Regions from separate parts of the Zea mays genome. Here region 1 is linked to region 2. Evidence: chromatin contacts called from public Hi-C data. All regions are on one chromosome and are shown on one strand. The core of a region is the stretch at or near the end of the contact, and the rest is flanking DNA. Distances in the headings are between cores, read along the strand shown.

Evidence for each region. A called contact is a pair of places that touch in the nucleus more often than the background predicts.
Region 1: a Hi-C map of leaf shows a contact between it and region 2, with 6 times the contacts expected there. The contact joins the promoter of LOC542416 here to the promoter of LOC103643778 in region 2. A contact is called at or near these places in 2 of 25 Hi-C or Micro-C datasets (ear and leaf).

Annotation. Positions count from the first base shown.
Region 1 is chr1:265,077,061-265,082,005 of Zm-B73-REFERENCE-NAM-5.0, forward strand. It overlaps LOC542416 (beta tubulin 3), which reads right to left and starts at 2,950. Exons shown (of 3, transcript NM_001111986.1): 1 at 2,448-2,950; 2 at 226-495; 3 at 1-121. The coding sequence starts at 2,841.
Region 2 is chr1:264,924,354-264,929,896 of Zm-B73-REFERENCE-NAM-5.0, forward strand. It overlaps LOC103643778 (type IV inositol polyphosphate 5-phosphatase 7), which reads right to left and starts at 3,149. Exons shown (of 13, transcript XR_561296.4): 1 at 2,151-3,149; 2 at 1,964-2,051; 3 at 1,574-1,642; 4 at 1,341-1,428; 5 at 1,134-1,238; 6 at 559-1,032; 7 at 273-408; 8 at 1-82.

The DNA of each region.
Region 1 (4,945 bases), core at 1,700-4,199, 150 kb after region 2:
CGCGGGAACGGGATCAGGTTCACCGCCAGCTTGCGGAGGTCCGAGTTCAGCTGGCCCGGGAACCGCAGGCAGCACGTCACGCCGCTCATGGTCGCCGAGATCAGATGGTTCAGGTCGCCAACTGCATGCACATTCGTTTGGATTCATCCGTTGGCAATTGTATTGTATGCGCGCTGGCATTTTGGCGGCATGCATGAAAGCGAACAACGAGAAGATAATGCTTACATGAAGGGTTGGTGAGCTTGAGGGTGCGGAAGCAAATATCATAGAGCGCCTCGTTGTCAAGGACCATGCACTCGTCGGCGTTCTCCACCAGCTGGTGCACGGACAGCGTCGCGTTGTAGGGCTCCACGACGGTGTCGGACACCTTGGGCGACGGGAACACGGAGAAGGTCAGCATCATGCGGTCTGGGTACTCCTCCCGGATCTTGGAGATGAGCAGCGTGCCCATGCCAGAACCAGTGCCGCCACCCAGGGAGTGGCATACTTGGAACCCTGTCAAATATGCGAGGCGATGTCAGTGTCAGACAGTTTCAGTTCTGGAGACGCTGTGACCTGTGAGAGTGATCATAGAGTCAAGAGTTATGCTATATGGTTCAGACTTTTTGGGCTGTTAGGCATCAACAAAGTTTTCTTCGGTCCATCCGTCCATGTACAAAGTCCGCCGAAAAGGCATGAAACCACACGAAACTTGGTCTCAGTGAATCATACAGAGCGCCAAGTTGTGCATTGTATAACTGACTTTTTTTTATGCTGCTTTGATTAGATGCGCTAAAATCCATTTCACCTCATGTACGTCTAAATGCAATCAATCATGCAAGTATATACACTAAGCAAGTAAGCAACATGAGTAATCCTCCCAACCACCTGCCCACTGGGCACAGCTTGTCTCAGTGTCTCATTCGCTGCAACCACCACCGACACTGTTACAGTAACAGCAGATCTAGATACTTGTTTTTTTTATTTGGGTAGGTCGTAGAGCGTTGTCATCAATCAGAGCATGATAATACCATTAGCAGTGTATAATTGCGATAATCTCAAGAACTTTCACCGGCTCGAGAAGACGTTGACATGTGATGTAACATGCTTCAATACTGGAAACTGGTTTCTGACCGACAAACCAGGTCATTTGGTACCTGAAATTACTGAAACCCACATCTCTAGTCTAGAAAACAAAAGTGTAAATTTATAGGCAGCAATTAGTGATATTTTGCTGTTCAGTAAAACTAACGTTCACATATGTTCAGCTAGCAATGAAACTAACATTCACAAACGGGGCACATATGTTCACTTTTTTTTATTAGCGCAGATACAGACCACTAGCAAAGTTGCAGCACAGATTGCAAAGAAAAACTGGGCACCAGGTGATACAGGCCTAATGTACATTCTTTCCAGAACTGCAGTGTGCGAGTGAGAACTATTAAGTAATAACCTCATGATTACTTTTGGTTAAAAACTAGCTACGCCAACACACAGAAATGTAAATGTCAACTGACAGAGCTCATCTAATATTATGAATGTTGTGTATCAACAAGTTTTTATTTCAAATCTGCAATTATTAAGTCCGTGAGTGTGTCTAGCAAATAATTAGAAAACTATCTTACGTGGCTTACTTATCACAAAATTTCAGTAATTTCATTCAACTGAACATAAGCATCCAAGATGAATGGAAATGAGTTCTAAACCATCTCAACGGAAATCGGAAAGTGAATGCAACTTGTGGGACAATGGGAGTATCAATTCAACAATACTACTGCAGTAAGGATGATCAGGAAAGGAAAATGGTAGTTCTTTTAGCAGTGAAAAATGATGTTGTCTTTCAATTTATACTGCCAGTAAATGAGGCATTGTTTGGATTTCAAGGAAATTATTATAAGTTCTTTCCTTTTGCAATGAATGGCCTCAATATTCAAATAGGTTACGTTCCCTGAATCTGTTTAATTCAAGAATTCAAATTCACCAAATTGGCACCAACTGTACTGGACGATCTGCTACCTATGAAGGCCTCCCTGTACATGCTGCTAAGCTGGCATATTTGTTTCTTTCATTTATAATGCAACTAATTTCTCCTGTCGGGTGCTATAATATCGTGCTATTCCTGTCCTCACGAAAGCACAAGGATCAAGCATTGATCCATCCATCCAGCAACCGCGTGCATCCCACTATGCCTATTAGAGGCAGAAATGCAGGTTGATCGCAGATTTACAATTTACGTGACAAATTCTAACACTGTTGTGCCAAATTTGGGCCAAAATCAGTGTTCTCTGCATTTGTGTCCTCTTTCCCCGACGCTCAAATGCCCGATCTGATTTATGAGACAGAAGCAGGCAATAACATGAGGGGCAGAGTTGACGATCGAAACAGAGCACGACCGATCGATTGAGGAAACACGAGATCGACGAAACCAACAGCTAGCCTAGCGTGGAAGTGACGCGTAGGGTGCATACCTTGGAGGCAGTCGCAGTTCTCGGCCTCCTTGCGCACGACGTCGAGGACGGAGTCGATGAGCTCGGCGCCCTCGGTGTAGTGGCCCTTGGCCCAGTTGTTCCCGGCGCCGGACTGGCCGTAGACGAAGTTGTCGGGGCGGAAGATGCCGCCGAAGGGGCCAGCGCGGATGGACTCCATGGTGCCGGGCTCCAGGTCCATGAGCACGGCGCGGGGCACGTAGCGGCCGCCCCCGGCCTCGTTGTAGTAGACGTTGATCCGCTCGAGCTGCTGCGGGGAGACACCCGAGTAGCATCCCGTGGAGTCGACGCCGTGCTCGCCGCAGATGACCTCCCAGAACTTGGCGCCGATCTGGTTGCCGCACTGGCCGCCTTGGATGTGCAGGATCTCCCTCATCTTGCCCGACCTGCCGATCCCTCTCGCGCCCTGCGCTGCGGTCTTGGGTGGTGGTGGTTTGTGGAGGGGGCGCGAGGGCGTGGGAGCGATCGAGCGAGGCCGAGGGAGAAGCGAAGCGGGTGGGACGGAGGGCGTCGTGGGGGGCGGTCAGTTATATTGGCAAGGTGGCCACCCCCGTTTTGGAGGGATTCGAACGTCGTATGGGTCCACCTGTCGGTCCCTGTAGCTCGTCTTCCCACGTCGGTTGTGCATGGACCAGGTGTATCTACAGTTTTGCTGCTGCTGCGGTTTCCATTCCGCGTCGCTGGAACCGCAAGTGAAAGCTGTGCCTGTGCTTCAGTTAATCAGTTCATAATCGTGGAGCCGTGGACCAGGTGCGTGGAATATACGTACAAGACTGGGGGGAGTAGACGGTAGACATGGTGCCTGGAGGTGGGGCCAACAGAGAGCTGCAGGTGGGGTACGCCAACGTTGGGCCGTCCTCTTTGTACCTGCTTATTTTTTTTCCTACATGGTGTGGGTCACCACCAAATAATTGGAGACTGATGCGATTCTCAGCACACTTTTGCAAATATATGATCATCTTTTCAAATATATGTGCAATCAACTTTTGGTTTGTGCGTCGAATGAAGAAGAATACAATTTTCGTATTGCTATAGTTCACCTCAAAATTAGAATTACACAAACTCACAATAGGTCACACAAAAGAAAGGAAGATAGTTTTCGAACTCAATCTAAAACTAAAACTTTCCAAAATCTCAAGACAGCCCAACGACAATGCTTCAAAATCTGTAGATGGAAAAGGTAAATCAGCAAGAGTCCAACCATTTCACGTTCACACTCCTCGCAATGGGTATTTTCCATTCGTAGTTATTCGTTTCCAGCCAGAATGCCAGATAAAAAATACGAGTACGAAATGCGCACTTGAATGCAAATTAACGTTTCCAGCTTGCTACTGTTAACCCAAGATAAAACACACGATTTTAATTGGCAACCAAACATTTTCCACTATTTACCGCCCGCTAGTTTATTTTTAAACTAAAACGCGACAAATAAAAAAGAATGAAGAGAGTAATAAACTTACATGAGAAACAACCGACAATTACTGTTACAACTAAAATAGAAACGCTCACAATTCAAGATGATAACATAAAAATTTCTATCTGTCGACACAACCTTCATTTTTAAAATGTTGGTTGTATTTTTTTACCAAGCTCCTCTACTTTTTACCACATTTATGGAAAATGCACATGTTGGCGTCGATCTGAACACCAAACACTTGGAGTGAACCACATGACGGTGTTCTCGGCGGAGGCGTGGACGGTCTGCGGCCCTGGTCGGACAGTTCACGACCTGCGCACAGGAGCGGCTCCTTCCGTGCGTACGCTCGGACGATCCGCGCCTAGGGCCGGACTTTCCGCGATGGCGCAGGGTCTTCTTCTCCGTGAAGAACCCTAGAACTCACCTCTAGGTAGAAAGAGTTTTAGGGGTTGCTCCGAGGTCGGTAGGCCACTCGGGACGTCCCTAATTGGCGTAAAGTCGAATAGAGATGGTTGTGAAAGACTAAACTAGAGCTAAACTAAGCCTAGATTACCTCTAATCCTAGGGAATGGAAGAACAATACAAAAAGGTAATTTGCTATTGGATCGATTATGGGGGTTCAATCGGTCGTAGCCTTTCATCTATATAAAGGGGGAGGTCTGAACCCGGTACAAGTCGATTATCAAGTTAACCCTGTAGGTTTTGCTAACAAATCCCGCTAGAAACCTTAAACCCTAACTGATTCTATGTATGCGTGGACCGTCCGCGTCACCACCACGGACCGTTCGGTGGTCATTTTGGTGCATATGTCCCCCTCATTTTGGTGGATGTTGACGAATCAAAAGCATATGTACTGCTAGCACTCCTCAGAAAACAATAGATCTCATAAGTTATCTTGTTCCCGAAGTAAGAACTAAGCATGATGCAAGTCATTGGCTTTTCAATCCAATAAGGTGATCATTTAATAGAGCTCTAATGCATAAAGACTATTTCGGATTGCATCTTTCTCGACCATGATCATCTGATCAATGGATCAAAAGGTATAGAATGGAGGTGTCCCCCA
Region 2 (5,543 bases), core at 1,899-4,398:
CATCCTTTTGGCCTGACGTTAAGTGGGTGCAAACGAAGCAGAAGCTTGTCTGATGCAGAGACATACTGATTGATATGGATCCCTGGAAAAAAAGGGGGTGGGCTGAAATCAGGAACAGGGCTCACCCAAAGAAAAGTTCAATAGAATGGATGCATATAATGCTAAAACCTTACATGATAGTAGGGGGAAAAAGTTACAGTGCACATGCAAAGTTTGGTGTAGATGCTATATATTAAACCCCTGGCAGAAATGAAAAGGTTAGCAAATGATACCTTGTTCCCAAGGTAGCCCATCAGACCTCTACCGACACATGAAACCTTCAAGTTCTTCACATGCTCCCTTATATCGCTTCGCACCCACACCATGAGGAAAATTCCAACCATTTGCTTGCTGGCAACTAAGCAATACCTGATTTGTCATTCCAAGTATTAATTTCAGCTCAGCGGAATTCAATGATGGAAAAAGTTCAGTGAAATACTAATCTATAACAGGGAACTGCTGGCTCAGAAAGCAAATTAACTTCGAGGAAATATTAGATATTTATCTTCAGTTACTTACCTAGAACCAGTGCACAGTGGAGCACCATATGCACATGGCATCGGTGGGAAGAATATACCGCTAGGTGATTCCTCGTCAATGTTCTCATCATCAGACGACCCACCACACCTCATGCTAGTGTCAACATCACTCGGCCTGCTCCCGAAGCTAATCCTGTCGCAGACACTGAATCGACGGTCCACTAACGAGTGTGGATCCATCATGTCGATCCTTGAGCTACGGTTGAAGGATTGGAACGAACGCCGATGGAAAAACGACGAGTTCCTTTGTCTTCTTGACGATCGCTCGAAGTCAACATTGAGCTCCACGATTGGATCCGGAGCTGGTGAGGGGGTGTGGTAATTATAGACACCAGAGCCTTGCTGATCAAGATTATTCAGAGTTTTTCTAACAAGAGAGACCCATTTCCTCGCTGGACCATTGTCTTCAGTCAATAGAACATTACCAGCATTCAAGGGAACAATTTCCTGAAACCTGGCACAACAACCTGAATTAGGTCTCCCTTTTTTGTATTTGAGTTCTTAGTTTTTAGTTCTGAGAGAAGCAATCTGGTTTAGCAAAATACAGAATTGTACCCTATCACATATATATCAGCAGCAGGAGAAGTGTGAAGCCAGTCTTCCAGATTCAAATGACTAGATGGTGACCTTCCGCCCACGTTCCATGTACCAACGAAGACCCTATGCACACGAGTATATGGACTGTCATGCCACAGGAGTTCCCTTAAACCAATGATTAGTGGGTTGGTCAAGAAGTCTTATAAACGGAACAATCCATTTTACCTGTAGTCCTGTGTGTTTGTAATATAGGCACCATCAAATCCGTTCCCTACTCTACCATCTCGCTCCACATTCCTCTTAGGCAACCTCTCTATGTATGCAAACATAAAGTTAACTCAGTCACACTCACCGTGAAACATAAAGTTAGCTAGATCATGGCGTTTGTAGTTTAGCACGAAATAAAAATAAAAAAACTGAAGATATCACAGTTACTGTCAGGGGGCAGCAAAATGTACCTGTCCTACTTTTCTTGGATTTACATGCATCTCTATCAGAGAAGCTGCTGGTCCTCCACTGCACTCCGACTGAAATTTTCAGAGAGAATTTTTAGCACAGATACAAAAAAACTAAAAAGAGAATCCTAGTTTATTGTAGGTCGCTAGCACATTCTGCTTGCGTCTGCAACCGTAGGGGGGAAAGGTTGACTGAAGAGAACAGGAAGTACGAGGCCAATTTGCACATGAAAAGAACAGGCATTCTGATCCTACTGCAACCTACTGTGGTAAAACAAGACGTTTGATAACAGAAACCATGCCGAATATTATGTGCAGACTCTTAGCTGTTAGATCAGAATCAGATAGTGAGAAAAGACGTGGTGGGGTGCTGCTAGATGAATGTTAATGTACCTTCCTCAGCTGCATAATCCGAATGGAAGTCCTTCGCCTTTGTTTTGATGTTGAACCACTTCCTAACAAGGGTCTTGGACCAGGACAGCTTTTTTTGCGCACCAATCACGACCGAAACAGGATCAGAGACGGGCACAGAGACGTGGGTACGAAGAAGATGGAGCAGCCGATCTGGAAACACGCTTACCTTGTTCTTGCTTGAACCGTCATCTCTCATTGTATCAATGCCTGCCTCCTCATGCAGCTGCAAGGGATGTGTTCCTCCCTCCTCGGAACCTCCAAAGTTGCGCGCTTTCACTTCCTCTCGAGCAGTATGTCCAAAAGGAATCGGGAAAGAACAGGATTCCGCCGCCTAATCTTTGCCCCCTTTTGTGAAATGAAATAGGCCGAACTGGCCCCTGTTTGTCCGCAGACTATGGGCCGGTGCCGGTTAGCGAACCGGTGAAGTCCCGGGAGCTATCTGGCAACACACCAAAGGCAGCGCAGAGAAGAAAGCAAGGAGCGAAGGGGGGGCAAGGATGCAGCTAGAGAGATCACGGAGAGAAGATAAAAAAAAGGAACGCAGGACGACACCCTCGGCGTGGCGACAACCTGTAACTGTTGGTGGCACCCCCCCAACACCAGAATCGCTACCACACACGAGAGCAAAGCAAACCTAGAGCTGGGGTTGCCGGATCAATGGCGGAAGCAGCTAGGCGCTGCTCCGGGCCGTAAAGGAACGCCCCCCAAGAGGCAGCACAGGAGCAGCAGAAGTAAAATGAGCGAGCCTAGGAGCCGCGCCCAGGAACACCGCGGAAGGCACGGAGGCGACCAGCGCTGGGGCGCCTCGAGTCGAGCAATGCAAGGACCGGGGCAGCAGCGCAGCGGGTGGCGCGGCCGCGGATTTGAAGGCCTGGGGAGGGAGATGGGCGGGGTAGAGAGAGAGGGAGGCTGCAGAGAGTGCAAGGACGGACGGACACGCTGCTCCTCGCCTGCGCGCTCGCGCTGTTCGAGAAGGCAAGCTGGGCTGGGCGGCAGAGAAGCAGAGGAGAGGAGGGTAGAGGAGTGGGAGAGCAGCGGCGGCAGTGGGCAGTGAGAGGGAGGGGGCAAAGGAGCTGAGAAATATATGAAGGGAATAAAGGCAAAGGCGTTGGGCCCCTTTCTTTTCCCTTCTACGGTTCTAGTCCTCCTACAATATAACCTTTGCTCTTTAGCTCCAAAACCAAGGCGAGATTGTGACCTTTGTAACGTTTCTCTTCCTACCAAGATCGCCAGATTGTAAAATTGGGCATTGGTATTAGTATTAATAGATCTTTTCGTATAAATCATGGCAAACCCCACCACAGGTTTTAGCTCTTTGGCAGTAGGAGTACTACTGAACCACTGCAGCACCCAATGCCGCTGTTACTAGTTAGCAAATGTATAATGCTAGCAGTTACAATATAGACTACTCCCCCCTGTCCTCTAATACAGGTGGTTCTGATTCCGAGTTTGTTTCAAATGAAAATCTTCCCAAGTCTGTTCAATGTTTTCTTCTGAAAAAAAATACGAACCAAGTGAGCACCCTTAGATCCATTGTTTAAAAATACGGGTCCTAAGTTAAATTGATTTATTTCATAACAGAGAGAGTATTCTATTATTTGCCTCTTGAAAAACTTGGACAATCTTATACTGGTATGACTTGGTACAAAATCACAGTTCATCGTACAATAGGACGGATGCAGTATTTTTTTCTTCTCAAGGCCAATCAACTCAATCGCTTTCAAACAACTGAGAACTCAACAAGCCGAAAGAAAATCTCCAGTTTTGAGCTTCATAATCGTTGACTTCTGGGATCTCTAGAATGTTCCTTGTTAACAGTACCGGGAGACGGTGATCGTTTTAAGCAGCAGCAGGGTAGTACACTGGACACTGGTACCCTTGGAGGGGAGAAAAAACAGTGCTTGGTTGGTCAATGACTAGATGGAAGTATCTGGACATATCGTCGATGTCATGTACAACCGAAAATACAGGAGTACTAGTTCGCTGCACGGTTAGTTCATTAACCTTAGGGCTAGTTTGGTAACTTCGTTTTTTTTCAAAAGTTTTCCATTTTACCGAGGAAGATTAGTTTTTTTCTCTTGAGAAAATGAGAATTTCCTGAAAAAATAGAGTTGTCAAAATAGCTCTTAGTTGGGCATAAACAACGTGAATTCAATTGTCGTAGGTGTTCCTTTTTGAATCCGACTTTACACAACTCAAGTGATTCCAAGAGTTTCACTCGTGTGGCATTGAGGTAGAGCGGCTTCATGCTAGAGAGGGGCTTCATCCGGAAAGATTTTGAGTAGTCAGATAGTTTAAAACGTTTGAGCATTTTTTTAGAACAACTAATGTCCTATATGAAATTAATCCAAAAAACAACAAACCAGGAGTGAAGCGGCTTCATCCCACCATATTCCAGAACCAAACACTACTAAGACCCAATAAGCTATGTCTCCTATATTTTAGAGAAATAGAAAAATCTCTCAAAAATGGTAACGTAGTGATAATAGCACGGGCCACAAACTTGCCAAGCAACACAGAGAAATTGATTGAGTTCCCTAGCTAGTGCATATATCTCATGAGCATGTCCCACTATTGAACGATTATCAGCCATTCTGCAATTCGCTACCAACATAAAAAACACCAAATTTTGCCTCAAGTGCAATCCATAATCTTTTAAGGGCTACTTTGAGAACCTCAATTTTCCTATGGATTTCTATTTTCCCATAGGAAAATGAATTAATTTCCCATGGGAAAACAGAAATCCCTTGGAAAATTGTGGTTTCCAAACTAGCCCTAACAGTTGTGTATTTCCGTCCATATATTTCTCAGCAAGAACGCTTATCAGGGTGCCTCCAGATAGGTTATCGGTAACCTCGAAAGACTTTCTCTTCATCAGGAGAAAAATGTCCGAATTTTTCCCGTGCGGTGTAGTAGCAGCTCATATCTGCCTCCCTGCCAACCATATAGGATCATTTTAGCATGTCACCTCTCATAGTTTAACCAATTAGATGCACCTGGCTTCAATGCGGCAATGAAACCACTAATAAAAGAAACTGTCTACTATTATACTTTTGTATTGGTAGGAATTTAGGCTTTTCTATATTTGACTTAATAAAAAAATAGTAGTAAATTCATGACAATACATATATATACATGCGTGACCTACAAATAAACGCTACGGGGGCAACCATAATGAATAATACTGATTGTTAACAACACAAATGTCTTGTTGAATATAAAAGCACTGAGGGCTAGTTTGGCAACCGTATTTTCCCAATAAATTTCCATTTTTTTAAAGTAAATTAGCTTATTTTTCATTGGGAAAATAAAAATCCTTTAGGAAAATGAGATTTCCAAACTAGTCCTAAGACTATAAATATGTCTGGCAAAACGGCAAAGTGACTTATGCATGACTCAAGACACTAGTGCTTCATACACACTAGTCGCCTGCGGAGTCATCCGACGGACGTAACTACAGCTGGCCGGTTGACGTGTGGGTGCGATCGTGTCCTAACCCCACACGTCATCCGCTGAACGTAACTGCAGAGGAACCATATCCCAATAGTCGATACATACA